2 separate regions of the Mus musculus genome follow, and region 1 is linked to region 2. Evidence: chromatin contacts called from public promoter capture Hi-C data. All regions are on one chromosome and are shown on one strand. The core of a region is the stretch at or near the end of the contact, and the rest is flanking DNA. Distances in the headings are between cores, read along the strand shown. Region 1 overlaps Plekhm3 (pleckstrin homology domain containing, family M, member 3). Region 2 overlaps Plekhm3 (pleckstrin homology domain containing, family M, member 3).

Evidence for each region. Capture Hi-C pulls out chosen DNA fragments and counts their contacts.
Region 1: a contact with region 2 is called in a promoter capture Hi-C map of adipose tissue. The contact joins two enhancer-like sites. A contact is called at or near these places in 1 of 39 promoter capture datasets (the 3T3-L1 cell line), 9 of 484 Hi-C or Micro-C datasets (the 3T3-L1 cell line, the N1E-115 cell line, bone marrow-derived macrophages and 6 more), 2 of 115 datasets of contacts at active chromatin or transcription factors (embryonic stem cells and pancreatic cancer cells) and 3 of 9 other capture datasets (adipose tissue, embryonic stem cells and liver).

Annotation. Positions count from the first base shown.
Region 1 is chr1:64,905,935-64,910,475 of GRCm38.p6, forward strand. The region is part of intron 3 of Plekhm3 (pleckstrin homology domain containing, family M, member 3); the gene reads right to left. Among named protein-coding and RNA genes, the nearest start is that of Gm51628, 21 kb to the left of the region's middle. Within about 2 kb of position 2,002, at least 16 of the 459 cell types and tissues checked have an H3K27ac peak or open chromatin away from gene starts, as enhancers often do. A contact at or near this core is called in adipose tissue and brown adipocytes, where this site is marked.
Region 2 is chr1:64,835,325-64,839,956 of GRCm38.p6, forward strand. All of the region lies in intron 6 of Plekhm3 (pleckstrin homology domain containing, family M, member 3), which reads right to left. Among named protein-coding and RNA genes, the nearest start is that of Gm51628, 49 kb to the right of the region's middle. Within about 2 kb of position 1,472, at least 18 of the 459 cell types and tissues checked have an H3K27ac peak or open chromatin away from gene starts, as enhancers often do. A contact at or near this core is called in adipose tissue and brown adipocytes, where this site is marked.

The DNA of each region.
Region 1 (4,541 bases), core at 752-3,251, 71 kb after region 2:
AATAAGTTGCCTCACTGGAATGTTCCTCTGAAATGAGCTTAGCCCAAGCAAAGAAGAAATAGTAATGCTGACCCGTCTCTAAATTCAGGACCTTTAGCATTATTTTCCATGTTGAGGATATTATATTAAAGTATTCTTTATCTTAATCATGTGGGTCTTCTGGAAGATCCCATACTAAAACAAGAACCTGGCTCACCTTCTCTTAGTCCCAGCCCTGCTCCAAACACTTTATCTTGCCAATGTATGCTCCAATTACGTTCTTTCTACAGAGACTTCCCCTGGCATTTAATGTTCTGCTAAATCACCACTAGCTCTCTCTGTGTGATTTCCTAGTTACATTTCTATTATGATTGGTCTCAAAGGTCAACAACCTTTTAGCAGCTTAAAAGTTGATATTCTCCATTTTGTTTTTCTGAGAAACAAGCTGTTTCTACTCTGTCTCTGGACCTTATCTTTTCTTCCAGCTTGGATTTAGAGGTCTCTACTTGCATTAGCCCCATTCAGTCTGTGGCTTAATCACATGTAGTGTTGCATGGCAGCCCCTCTGACTTCCCCTCACGTCTCTCCCTGTTCTTAACACTGCTTCTCTTCTCTCATACTGCATGAGGTCTCATCTCTTTGAACTTTACAGTATCTTTAAAACACAATCTTCCTTCTTCTTCCCTGACAGCATCTCTCAGAGTAATGCCTACTTGAGCTATTTCAGTAATGACAACAATTTGATAAAATTAAAGTCATGAGAGTGGACCCAAAGAGTACTAGAGACAGTCTCAAAATGGAAAAAGATGACTTTCATCAGGTTCCTATCAATCCATACTTGGATCTCATTTTCATCCCGCACCAAGTTCCATATGCCTTATGAGTTTTGGAGACTGTCTTGCCTTGCTTCTTTCCTTTATTCCTTTGTTTTATGACTTCTAGGTTTTTCTGCTCCTCTTAAAACACATCTATGACCATTTCCAAAGCTAATATTTTAACTAAATGTTTGGTATTAAAGCAAGGCTATTTAATCTTTTCATTTAATAGGGTAGGGAAAATTAAAAACTGCCTATATAAGTAGAAAATACCTATTTTCTGGTCCCCACTTTGCCATTTGAAAGGAATTTCTTAGCATAATAATCCCTAATTCTCTCCCAACCCCTAATCAGAACTCTTCACAGACAGAGAAATGAGGTATCTAACTGATTAGTTTACTTCTTAAATATTTATATATTAGTGTGTGATGGGAGGGGGTACATGTACAACTGTGCAGTAGCAGAAGTCAAAGGACAACTGTAGGGAACTGGTTCTCTCCTTCTACCTTTACATGGGTTCTGGGGATCAAACTCGGGTCACTAGACTTTCCTTTGGTGGCAAATGTCATCCATCTGAGGTATCTCCTAACAAGTGAGTTTAAAAGAAGGATCCTGGCATGTTCCACTTGACCTCAGAGAGCTGGTATTCTGCCTACTGCAGTAAGAGGGTATTATCTCAGGGATTCCAGCTGTGGCCAGATGCACAAATGAATCTAACTTAGGGGTTCATTAAAGAATAATAAATGTAATCTCTAAACAATACAATCTCTTCTTTACGGTCTCTTCTTTATGATGTCTGAAAGAAAAAGGAAGACACACTGTTTGTGAACCCTGTAAAACTCCTTAAGGTTCATGGCTAGGACAGAAAGCATCCACTCAAGGTAGGGAAGGAAAGAGGAAAGCAACTGGCATGTGCATGATGGTAGGATTATTGGTAGCTTCAGGAGATGCCAGGAAACCTTTGGCATTATCTGGCACCTTTTATTCAAACTAAAATCCTTCATCCTAGCAATGGATGAGAAATATCATCTTCCCAAAGGTGGCCCATCCTTTGTTAGGCTACAGACTTCTCTTTATCTAAGACATCACCAAAGAACCTCCCCATATTTTCTGGGCAAAAATACAGTGGTACAGTATTGCTGAGTTAAGATATTTGACTTTGGTTTGGCTAGAATTTCGTAATACATGAACTGTATACAGACAAAGTAGCTAAACCTTCCCCCCAGGACAAAGTGTTGATGGTGCTGACTCACAAAACTGGAAAGGCTGGCTTGAGGCTCTAAGTCAGTGGCAGGCTACCAGTAGGAGACCATGCTTCTGTGCCCCTAATTTATTACGTACCCACTGAGTCTGGATGCCTCCCAGCCACACATCAGGTGTGCCTATTATTCTGTGTGGTCTCTAAGAGTCTGGGGCTTGAGAAGGACATCTTTATTGATGAAATAGGAAAAAGAGATCAAGACTGTCAAGATAAGTCCGATCCTCTAAGTCAGAGGCACAGGCCTGGTGATTTGAAAGGACAGTAACTTTCAGCAAGGCTTTTGGTTCAGCCCCATATGAATTAAACGGGGAAGACATAAGCTTTGGTGAATATGATTTCTAGTCTTGTTGGAAATAGCTTCGAATCCACATCTAAAATCTTGGAACCCTAGTTTCTGTGGTATATTACATTTTACACAACAAATTACATTTTCTTTTCAGTTAAAAGTAATAGAGAAAAGCAATTTAGCTCATTATTTTGTATATATTAAAAAATAAGCACACCATTTTAAGGTAAAACTTGAGAGTGGTATCTGCATTAGAGCAGCTGGTGCTCTGGAGAGTGGCAGGAGGTGGACAGAATAAAGCTGATAGGTTCTAGCCTGACTCTGAAGCAATTTGGCCCCAGGAGTGCCCAGGAAAATACCATCCAAAATCTCCTCTCCTAGACAGCTACAGTCTGTGTTGAAAGCGGGCTGATTTAAACAATGGAACAGGTAAATGCTGAGGGCTACTTGTTTTCCTAGGGGGAAACCACATACATCACGTATCCCTCTTCTAGCTAGGTGCCATTTTGGTTTCCGAAATGGTTATATACTACCCTGTACTGCTATACAATAACATGTGTGGTCTTTATCCCTGGATTCTGGCAGGGAGCCAGAATTTTCCCTAAATGATACAAATGCCTCTGCTACTTGTGAGCCCATTAAATTACACCTGAGTTTATAGTAATGAAGCCATTCAATGGCTTTAGGAAGAGAGCTGGTCACCAGAAAGATCCACCACATGAATAGAGCAGGGTCTGCTAGTCAGCCTGACCCCAAGGGAGAAAGAGTGGCTAATGATTGAGTTCAAACATGTGGCTGATGAATCAACCTACTTTACCTATGTCATGGAATTGCTGTGCAAACAGCAATTTTGTACAGCATGGGTATGAAGTTCCAGGGAGCTTCCTCACTTTGAACAGATCATGTGATGAGATGGTGATGCACTCTGATTCTCCAAGAAGAACAGTCTGTCTGTCCATTTGGTTGCTCCTGATTCATGTTCTTTATAATAAAACCATTAATTGTAAGTATAGCTCTTTTCTGAGTTCTGTTGGTTGTTCTGGCAAATTAGTATGAGAACCCCTGAGCATTTAGAGCCAGTCATCGTGAATGTAGCCCAGTGGTCCTGGACAACTGTAGCTGGCATGTGAAATGGAATAGTTTTATGAAGGACTGGGTGTCATGCTTGAACTGCAGTGAATAACTGAGTTGAAACAGAATAGGTACACACGTGTCAAGTAAGTTCTGATAATGCAGTTCCCAGAAGGGGGCAAGCCAAGTTTGAGAACCCCTAGTCCATGGAGGCAGGTTAAGCACATTTGGAAATGTTACATGCTTATCCCTCATATTAGCACAGCGAAGCTCTGAAGTCACGTATTGAAAACTCAGAAGTGCCTAGAAGCTGCAAGATGTAGAATCATCTCAAGTTTGGCATGAGTAGGTTTTACACTCATCATCTACTAAACATTTTAAACAACTTAGACAATTTAGTGGTGAACGTGTCAATTTGTTATGCGGATGACTCCTGTCTGAGATCCCTAGAAATGGTGGGAGAGCAGCAAAGCCAATGTGGGAGTGCTGAAGGAAGGTCCAGATAGTTCACCAAAACCGTTCAGTGCACATCTACACTGCACCAGATGCAGAGTTAGGTAGATGGCAATGAACATGATGAATACAGCAACTGCCAGGGCAATATCTGCAGCCACATTCAGGAAGCATACATTAAGCAAACAATTACACAAAAAAATCTTACAATCTCAATTGTGAATAGCAGTTGAGCAAGGGGCACTAAGCTTGCATTACAGTGAGGGGATTTAGAAAGTCCTAAGCAGTTTGAGGGGTTGCAAAAAGTGCTCTTGAGGACTTGAGGACACTGACCTGAAATATGAGTTTGGGTAGCACTGGGAGCCGCACTCTCCAAAGAGAATCAACTGGCCATTTGAGAACTTGGGAGCGGGTACAAGTGTTGAGGAAAAGAATGAATCCAGTGCTAGAACTTAGGCAAAGGGTCTGAAACCCAGTGGACAGGCCAAGATGCAGTAGGGATGCTGAAATTCAAGACTTACAAGTGGAAAGCAACTGAAAGTTGTAAATAGGACTGCCTGTAAATAGGGCCAAGCTGAACTTTAACATGCTCACACTCATGGCAACTGATATATCACACGGGAAAGTTAGAATGCAAGGCTACTTAGGAGCTCGTGTGGACGGCAGTCTGAGTGAC
Region 2 (4,632 bases), core at 222-2,721:
CACAAGTATGCTTATCAGAGTATATTCTTTATAATAAGAAAGAACTGGAAATCTTTAAATAGCCAGTAAAAAAAAAGGGGTGAGGGTGGAGAGAGAAAATTAAGCCAACTGTAGCAATGGAATCTTATATAAGCATTCCAAATCACCAGCATTTCTGATGATTATTTAATTAAATTAAAAAAAAATCAAGGTAAACACTGATATACTTTCAAGAATGTGCCATGCTCTCTACACAAAGAGAAAAGAAGCGATTGGTGTGTATCTCTTTGTTGACTATGGTACTGGCCAATAAGACTGAAGTATAAGGCAGATGATTCCCTGGGTCCTCATGTCATTATCATACTAGCTTTCCATTTCAGGTCTAGAGATGGCTGCTGGGCTGTGAACCTCCCTGCTCAGCTGCCTAAAAGATTACTTTCTCTTTAGCAACAGATCACAATTCCAAATTCCCTACCATCACATACCTTACTAGTCAGGCAAACCCCACAGCTATTCATAAAGTGAACTGGGACTAAGGAGGTCTTTGGGGTTCCACTCTGTGATGCACTGCAGTGTGGGTGACAGTACTCCCACCCAGGAGCCCTCCTATCCTCCAAGGCTCTTGCTGCTGTTACTGACTCCTCTTTCCTTTCTCTTGTTCTTTCCAGTGTAAATCAGCTGCTTGGCCTCCCAATGGGAAGGGCTTAAGTAAGTGGCAGCCAGACTGGCCCATCCCCTGTGTCCCCGGCCTAACTATCCACTTCCTTCTTGCTTGCTAGCATGCCCTGGGATTAAGGCTCATTCTAAGCTTTGGTTTAACAAAAAAGCCCAGAGCATCCTGGGGTTAACTCTGGGCTTAGCCTTTCACAGTTCTATGATTAAATTGCATTTTTCAGTGGTTGTGCTTTTAAACTCAAACCCCTTTAAAAAGAAACTTAAGGAGAGCAAAACATAAGAAACAGTCAAATACCAATAACATATTTTAGTCGTTTGGGGGAACGGGCAGCTTTAGAAACCGCAAATTCCCACTTATGCAAGGCTACTTGAGCTACTTCATTACTTAGTGACAGAAGCCTGGCTCTCAAACATGGTCAGAAATGCACTCTTGTTTTCTTTTCCTATTTCTCTAAAATATTATAGAAGGTCTAGGCTATTACAGTAGGAGTTGGCTGACTATACAGCTCTAATCAAATAACAAAAATTATTTTCCACCGATAGATTTTTTTTTAAGACTAAAAGGCAGATCCATGCCCATGTCCTGGTACCTGTTACACCAGCTTGGCACACTTAGTCATAATGATGTATACATTCTAAACTTGAGAGGGTCCACATCTGTGCCTTCACTACCACAGGCTTTGGTACCCACCTTGTGCCAGGCAGAAGGTTATGTCTTTCTTCTTCCCTGGGAAAGTGACTAAGACAGGAACGTGGAGTTCAAGTCTTGTTTTGTAACTGTTTTCCAAAGCCATGGCTGGCACAAGTCAAAACGGAAAGAACTCCAGGGAGCTTTCGCCTGGAGTCTATTCTGACTATTTAAAACTGAACATTGCAACATCAGAGGCTAAGGGTGGATTTCTGATCTCAGAACCCAGCCATAAGAGCAGGATTGGATGGTGGTCTAGCAAGAGCGCACATGAACTGGAAAACTAATTTATCACCGAAGAATCTGGAGATAAGAAGCCAGTGAGTTCAGGCGTCTACAGGCATCTTGTACATTAGGGGTGGATGAGAATAAGTATGGAATAGTAAAACCTTCTATTTCTTTCTATAGTAAGAACTGAGAGCTTTGGTGGTAGGCATGTGCAAATATGTATTGAACAAACTAGAAGCCAAGGAAACAGCTCCAGAACGAGGTAGCTGATGCCCGTCTGAAACAGTAGGACATGATCACTCATGGATACCGAAGGACAGAATAGCTATTTTGGAAAGCAAAACTATAAACATAGGGAACAGACACAAGAGTGTCACAAACAGAGGCCTTTTAAATAATGTCCCTGAAGAAAATGCTTGAATGTGCTTTAGAAATAAGGCTTAGTATAAGTCCATACCACCGGTCCTGAGATACATAAGACTGCTAGGCAACGGAGAAGGGCTCTACTGTCAGGACAGAGTGACAGGAAAAGCCCTTGTAGTCTGTGATCACAGACCATGATGGAGTCTAGATCAGCTTCACTTAAAAAATAATTTCCAAGTTTTTATTTTGCCACATCAAAGATACTAAAAATGTACCAAAATCTATCATCTACTATCACTATCTCTTTATAAAAGGAGATTCTAAAACCACAAAGAATGTAGGGATGGAATTATTTCAGGAAAAAGAAGTATTTAAAACTGATCTCTTTATGAGTGTGACATTATTAACATCTGGTGAAAACACCAGATCTACAAAGGGGCACTGGAAATCTTTGTGTGTGTGTGTGTGTGTGTGTGTGTGTGTGTGTGTGTGTGTGTGTGTGTGCAAGAACATGTGCAGGTGAGCATAAATGTGTTTGCACTAGAGTGTGATCAGAGGACAATCCTGGGTGTCACTCCTCAGGTGCCACCAATCTTTCTTTCTGAATTAAGATTTCATATTAGTACCAGGGCTTACTGATTCAGCTACAGTGGCTGGCCAGGACACACCAGAATCCTCTGTCTCTGTTCCCTAGGATGGGAATTCTACATTTGTACCACCATGCCTGGATTCAGGGATTTATCCTAAGTTCCCAAGCTTGCAATACACTTTATCAACTGAGCTATCTCTCTAGCCTGGGGGAACTTCTTTGATAGAAGCACATGGGAATTCCAACAGGAGAAAAGAAAGAAACTTACAGGTTAAAAGCCACTGAAAGCTGAAGTCATATTACAGTGAGTTTCAAAATGCTGGATAATGACAGTGTTTCTAAAACTTCAATTATATAAAAATAAATGGTCATTTGTCACAGCTGCATTCCATATATGCTATTTATTCAATACTTTGTTTAAATTAAACAATTTGGGTACTTTAAATACATTTATTTAAAATAAAAGTCCTCTATGGATATCATAAGTCAAAAGCCATGAAATCAAGCTGATCCTGCAACTGCCTGAGCCCCTTTCTATTTGCTGGCTCCACTGTTGACATCAACTGCTGAAAAGGAGGCCATCAAATAGCAAAGATTCAAATCCTACTAGCACCAGAATGAAACTTGATTTAACCTGAAGAATGGAGAGAAATGAAAGGACACCTTTCTTTCCATAAAATATTTTAATCTATACCTAAAATGATTGTAACAACTCACATCATAATGGTTAATGGTCTGTGGAGCCAGAGGCACCCCCGCTTACTTAGAAAGTAAGAGTGCTGTTGAAAACAGCCTTTCTGAACCTAAATTTTGAACTCTGAACTAACTGGTGATCTAGAGCAAGCCTCCCTGCTAAGATTTTCATCTCTAAAACAAGAATAACAATAGAATTCAATGCAAATCCAATGGATATATATGACTCTTAACAGTCATTGGCACAAATCAGATTATTTTCTTATTTCACATTTTGGAAACACTATGTCCAGGTTTGGTCTAGGCCTAGGCTAGACTCTGTCAGGCATATAGTTGTAGAGAACATTTTTAGAAAGCACTGCTCTAGAATGACAATAAGCATTTTGCTCAAATTAAAACAGAACAACACGTTATGCATACATTTAAAGTAACTTACAGTGCACTTTGCTTTTAAGTTTCTGCCATGCCTCATGTATCTGACAAACATGTCTAAATTATATAGTTTTGTCTTTAAATAAGGCATAGCACAAGGCACATTTGTCACACAAAAAGACGTTTTACCACAGATCAGAATCTTAGCTTTAAGTTGCTACTTAGGTAAACAAGGCTAAGTATATTAACTTTTTAATTATGCAATCGATATTTTGTCTATTTAGAGTAAACAACAGAATTAACATAGGATTTAATCCTCAGAGTGACTACAAGTGTTAAATTTGAATTCATATTATGAAATACAGTAAAAGGGTCAGCCATCAATAAATCATTGAATAAAACGCCAACATCAAAAAGCATGAGTTCTAGGGGCTCCTAAGATGGATTAGTTGGTCCTGAACAAGAAAGACTTATATTAACATATCCTAAGCTGTTGCCTTTCATGTATCTCATCCCTTTTGTCCCTGGAACTATTTTTAGTACAGCAAGAACAAAAGGGTTGCCAAGGCAGTCCAGTAGAAAGAGAGGGTATTAATTCAGTAGGACTTGGTCAAGGTTAGGGCAGGAGACAGCAGGCAAATACATATTTGGCTCATTAAACTCCAAGACAAGGTTATAGTGGGAATTTATAGCACTCTTTAGGCCATTTTGGGGGCTACCTTGATGTCAGTCTCATTCAGAAGGTCCTGGATTATTAAACTGTCTTCCTCAGCCAGTTTCTCCATCTCCCTAGCATGCTTCTTGGCACTATCCCCCTTTCTATGCTGATGGCTAACTTTTCTTCCAGTATCTTGTTCACTTCAGCTATCCCTTCATTCTCAAGACTGCTTCTGCAGTCCAGATTGTTATGTTTCTTCTGGGGAGTGGATGATGTGATCATCCTTGCTTGCTCTTTCTGCAAGTCCCTCAACTTTTCTATTGAAATGAATACTCAACATTAACTCTGCTTCCTTAAATATGTTGTCTTTCCTTTCCTGCTTTTCTT